Regions from separate parts of the Mus musculus genome. Here region 2 is linked to region 1. The links are chromatin contacts, called in public capture Hi-C maps. All regions are on one chromosome and are shown on one strand. Each heading gives the region's core, a stretch centred on a gene start, on an enhancer-like site or on the middle of the called end of the contact. The rest is flanking DNA. Distances are from core to core; before and after follow the strand shown.

Region 1 (2,707 bases), core at 26-2,525:
ATACATACATACATACGAGGGTTTGCCTATATGTGCACATACTAGGAACTGAAATCAGGGCCTCCTGAAGAGCAGTGAGTACTCTTAAAGTCCGAGCCACCTCTCCAGTCCACACCACCCCTTACCAGTGTAAATTTATCTTTTCTCTAGTAGAGATAAACATACTATTCTATTTCTATATCTCGTTTGAATTAAAAGTTAATTCTTTCATCTGACTCACACTACAAGGGATGCCTGCTTTATTTACAGTAGTCTATTTTCTTACCGAGTGACTTACATACTCTCCCTGAGTTAGGGCTCCCATTTCCTATTTTATCTTTGAGGCAGGCCTGGAGCTACCTATGCAGCAGAGGTGACCTTGCACTCCTGGTCACCCTGCTTCTGCCTCCCAAGTGCACAAGTGGAGAAGGGCGCTACCAAACCCAGCTGAATTCAATTAAAAAAAAAATCTTACTGGGGAGTTAAGTTTTCAAAGAACTCAGGATCATTCTTTTTTTTTTTTTTATATTTATTTGTTTATTTCATGTATGTGAATACACTGTTGCTGTCCTCAGACACACTAGAAGAGGGCATCTAATCCCATTACAGATGGTTGTGAGCCACCATGTGGTTGCTGGGAATTGAACTCAGGACCTCTGGAAGAGCAGTCAGTGCTCTTAACCGCTGAGCCATCTCTCCAGCCCCAGGATCATTCATTTTTATATGCCTATATGTGCATATATATATGTACACTGTGTATGTGGCTGGTATCCTTGGAGACAAGAAGAGGACCCCTAATTACCTAGAACTGGAGTTAGAGATGTCTGTGACTCACCATGTGGGTGCTGGAAGGGTCCTGTGCAAGAGCAGAGCCATTTCTCCAGGCATTGAGTTAGTTAGTTAGTTAGTTAGTTAGTTAGTTAGTTGTTGTGACAGGTTTTCTGTAGCTGTCCTGGAACTCACTACATAGATAGACCAGGCTGGCCTGAAACTCAGGGATCCAACTGTCTCTGTCTCCCAAGACCTGGGATTAAAGGTATGCACCCAGCTAAAACTTTTAAAAATATTTATCTTTCTATATTTGTCTTGGAAATAACATTTAAAAAACAACACTCCAAAGTTTAAATCAAAACCAGGGAAAAGCAGCCCTGCTGCTCACTTGCTCGCTAAGGAGAGTAAGATGGGGGAGTTTCCAAGGAGTTAACAGAGTTGCCAGCTGACTCTGCTGAGACCTCGTATCTCACAAACAAACGGCAGAGAAAAGGCCCTCTAGCGAGTGAGTGAGAGGTTAAAGAAAGCAGACCAGTCTTTGTGGTGAGCAGATAAGGCCTTCCTGGCGCTGCCGCTAAGCCAGTGCTAAGGCCGTGCTGAAGCTCAGTTTGGCGCCATGCTGGCGGCGGCGGCCCTCCTCCACCAACTGTTCTTCGTCTTCCCTAAATTACTCTGCCAGGAGCCTCTCCGCCGTCCACACGGCTGCAGGAGGCTGCAAGTAACAACTCGCTAGTACTTGCAGAGCCCTGGTGCAGCAAAGACCGGTGACACACAGATGCTCTGCTCTGGGCCTGTTCTGCCAGCTCCCCAGCTCCACATGAATGAATGCGAATGCAGACAGGGCTCCTAAGGCCCACATTGTTCCCTCAGACTTCTCACGGCACAGGCAGGGCTGAGTGTCTGAAAGGTACGGGAGCAACACCAGGCCGGCCACGAGCCTGGGTACCCGGCGAGGTGGATGGTAGCTATTCTCACAGGAGGATGACAGTGTTGTTCCAGGTGAAGCAGTTCCTCAGAGGCCACCCACAGTCAAACCCCACCCCTCACCCAGGCTTCACTGGGGTAAAGCTCAGCTGTGCATAACAAGAGTGCACCATGGAACCACAGTGGGTCTTCTTCACCTTTACGATAGGGCACACACTGTTTCCGTATGATAGGCACCTGATACCCTTCTACTGCCAAGTAAAGGACACCAACCTTAGGTTACAAACGAACAACCCAGACTTTGCAGAGAACAGGCCTCTTGTCCTGGTTATCTTACTGTCCTACTGCTAACTTAGAAAATGTGACGCTTTGAAACCCATCAATGGGTTCACAGATCGTCTGGGTGGGCACTGAGGTGGCTCAGAGGGTAAAGGTACTTCTGCCCAAGCCCGAAGCCCTGTGACAGGAGAAGGAAGGGGTGGGCGAACTGACTCTACAAAGTTGTCCTCTGACCTCCACATATGCCCCACCCAAAGTCATGCATATACACACACAATAATAACTAAAACAAAATAATGATAACCAGACCAAACCAAACAAGCAAAACAGCCGGCTTAGAATCCTGATTACCTGGAAGCCAATGGTCTGTAGCTCACTGTGGAGCCCATCCAGGACACGCCGACCATCAAAGATAAAGGCTGGCTTCAGCATTTTTTTATGAATCCGTTCGTAATCCAGTTCCTGTGTAGATGTACCAGTGAATAATTAGGACACACATGTAGACACAGACCCAACTTGTGTTTGCACTGGAATGCCTCTACATCACCTTAAACATGTCCCACTCAGTGCAGATAACGAGGGCATGGGCGCCATCACACGCTTCGTATGGGTCCTTGGAAATGGTCACCAGTCTGGACACTATAAAAACAGCAACGACCAAGAGAGATGAGACACAAACGAGGCACGGGAAGTTACGTGTTTTAACACTGTAGAAGGAGTGTCTGACAGTGAATGAATGGGAAGTGGGAGCCAG
Region 2 (2,826 bases), core at 260-2,759, 180 kb after region 1:
TCTTGAGAATTAAAAACTACGAAACACTTTTGTATACAACTGAATTTTTAAAAAATAAACACATTTTTAAAGATGTTGAATTTTCCCCATTATTGGGAATTCTTAAAAATAAATGCATGCACATTCCCCCTGCACATGTTTTATATCTCATTTCTGAGTCTTCTTTCTAGACAGGGAATTGATTCATCACATTAAACAAGAAGCAGTTAGACGCCCTCAACAACTTCATAGTGATGGTGTGCGTGCTAAGAGTTACAGCTTCATAGTGACGGTGTGCGTGCTAAGAGTTACAGCTTCATAGTGACGGTGTGCGTGCTAAGAGTTACAGCTTCATAGTGATGGTGTGTGTGCTAAGAGTTACAGCTTCATAGTGATGGTGTGTGTGCTAAGTTTCTGTGAATTGTCAAGTCTTTGAGTTTGTGAAGGACTTAGGTTCCTAGTCACCTGCTTTGTACTGGAACATTACAGAGCTGAGTTCTGAGCGAGCGTTTAAGTTCCTCTCTTCCCCTGGTGTTTGAGGCAACACTGTTCAGTTTTCATATTTCCACACAAGTTGTGGCAAGGTTGTGTTGTACCATGAAAACTCTGAATGCTCTTGATGTCATGATTAATCTTAGTTTTAATTTAAGATGACTAAGCTGGTACTAGGTGTTGTGGTATTGATTTCAATATTCAGGAGGCAGAGAGAGACAGGCAGATTTGAGGCTAGCCCTGTCTATGTGTCCAGTTCCAGGTTTACCAAGCTACATTGTTAGACCATATAATAAACATAAAGCCAGCTTTTTTTCTGATCTTGTTCTTCATCTAGGTAAGTATTTAGTGTTTAACAGTGTTTGAAACAATCATTTGCAATGGTAGAGGTGTATCCAGGTGTGTAAGCCTGCTGCTCCAATCTCAGAACTTGGCAAGCCGAGGCAGCAGGATCAGCAGTCCCGCCTCTGATCCTGCCCGTGTGTCCTACAGACCTGAATTTGTTCAGTAGTGGGCCAAACAGATTCCTTCGTGTTCAAGCCCAAAGCGGCAGCAAACTGGCTTACTTACAAGTTTGCTTGGTAAAGTACATAGACCTAATGACCTAATTATCGAACCTCTTAAACTGATTGTGGGGTGGGGAGTTTAGCTCAGTAGCTCATCAGTTGCCTAAACTAACTTTCTATCACATAGGACTGCAAAATCTCATGTAACCAACAAAACAGACAGTGCCAGCGTAGTGCACTGGAGAGTTGTTTCTGTTGCTTGTCGGGGAGCTAGAGTGAGGAGTAGGAAGGGCTTTTTCTCTTTCAAGGCAGTGTAGCCCTGGCTGTCCTGGAACTCAGTCTGTAGACCAGGCTGGCCTCAAACTCAGAAATCCACCTGCCTCTGCCTCCTGAGTGCTGGGATTAAAGGCACGAGCCACCATCACCCAGCGGAAGTGCTTTTTCATAAACCAAGGCTGCATCTAAGACAAGCTCTCACCAGTAAGGTGGTCAACATTAAGGCAGGAACCACTTGGTGTTTGACCTTAGAGAAGTAGCTCCGCTGCATAACCTGAAAGCAGGGCTGTACTTGGGCAGAGTACACTGAGCATACTTGAGGCTCTAGTACTGACTTTAAAACTGAGAAGAGTATAATATATGCTTGTAATCCTGACACTGAGGACGCTGAGGCTGGAGGATCGCTATGATTTGAGATTAGTGAGAGTTTCATAGATCCTTTGTTTAAAAGAAAAACAAAAAAACTGGGGAGTAGGGTTTATAGTCTAAGACAAAACTGCAATCCGGAAATAGCCAATTTACATAACACTAGCACAATTGTCTTTGTTCATGACAGTTATTCTAAATGTTCACTTTTGGTTTTGAGAATCAGTAACAGGGTACCTGTGTTGCACACTGTATCAGTTCTCAGAAGCACAAGGATTTTTTTGTATCAACAAAAGATCCGAGGAAAGCATGCTACCTCCTTTTTCTTGCTACTACTGGTATCACAATTCACACATTTGCATGTGAGTCAGAGGATACCTAATGTCTTTCTCTTTCGGAAAGGGTCTTACCCTAGTGCTATGTGTGTCCATGCCTGTTTTGAGATTCTGGGACTCAGGCTCAGATCCTCATGAAAGAGCATGCACTCTGTTGCATGAAAGCAAGATGGCATATGAGCTCAGGTAGGTCCTGTAGCATGTATGGGGCTCTGGGTTCCGTTGCCAATAGTGTGCAGCCCAGCCCCTGCCTGCAGTGTATCCCTTCACTAAGCACATCTTCCGACCCAGGGCACTTCTGGTTTGTACTTTGAAACACCTTCTGATCCATATAATGGCACCTCTCTTCAGTGTGGCAATGGTCAGTTCATGCCTTTGAAGAGATCTTTTTCCTGGAGGGCAGCCATGGAGAGCCAGTGTGGGTCCTACGGGAAGTGACACTGCACCAGGCCCATTTGCGATGCAGCCAGTGGTGTACTTGCCAGTTCCTAGCACTACCCTTAGATAAATTTAAAGAAGGAGATGTGCACAATTACTCCTTGAGTATACCAGCTTGGCTTTGAGATTATACTGTATCCTTGCTAATGCTCGGGTTTTTATTTTACTTGTTCACACAGGGTTTCACTGTCCTGGAAATTACAGTATGACCAGGCTGGCTTCAAACTTGGGGGACTTTTTCTCCCAGTGCTAGGATTACATGTTTATGTGACCATGCCTCATTACTGCTGTTCATATTTTCGAGCATGAGGATTTCTTCAAGAAACAGTAGAGCTGTTCTATCACACCTGGTTAAAAATGCAAACCTGGATTTGCCTTTTAGAAATTGCAACATGGATTTGATATTTTAGCTCCAGTTGTGGTGGTGCACACCC

The links. Capture Hi-C pulls out chosen DNA fragments and counts their contacts.
Region 2: a capture Hi-C map of embryonic stem cells shows a contact between it and region 1, with 4 times the contacts expected there. The contact joins two enhancer-like sites. A contact is called at or near these places in 4 of 39 promoter capture datasets (the 3T3-L1 cell line, 3T3-L1-derived adipocytes and the C10 cell line), 1 of 15 datasets of contacts at CTCF or cohesin (large pre-B cells), 21 of 484 Hi-C or Micro-C datasets (the C2C12 cell line, ECoMG myeloid progenitors, the G1E-ER4 cell line and 10 more), 1 of 115 datasets of contacts at active chromatin or transcription factors (embryonic stem cells) and 5 of 9 other capture datasets (adipose tissue, embryonic stem cells, embryonic tail and 2 more).

The regions. Positions count from the first base shown.
Region 1 is chr5:65,414,521-65,417,227 of GRCm38.p6, forward strand. Ugdh (UDP-glucose dehydrogenase) reads right to left here. Exons shown (of 12, transcript NM_009466.2): 10 at 2,501-2,592; 11 at 2,305-2,415. Among named protein-coding and RNA genes, the nearest start is that of Ugdh, 20 kb to the right of the region's middle. RefSeq lists an enhancer at 455-2,052. Within about 2 kb of position 1,276, at least 121 of the 459 cell types and tissues checked have an H3K27ac peak or open chromatin away from gene starts, as enhancers often do. A contact at or near this core is called in embryonic stem cells, where this site is marked.
Region 2 is chr5:65,598,857-65,601,682 of GRCm38.p6, forward strand. It overlaps Ube2k (ubiquitin-conjugating enzyme E2K), which reads left to right. Exons shown (of 7, transcript NM_016786.4): 7 at 1-133. Among named protein-coding and RNA genes, the nearest start is that of Gm40309, 59 kb to the left of the region's middle. Within about 2 kb of position 1,510, at least 9 of the 459 cell types and tissues checked have an H3K27ac peak or open chromatin away from gene starts, as enhancers often do. A contact at or near this core is called in embryonic stem cells, where this site is marked.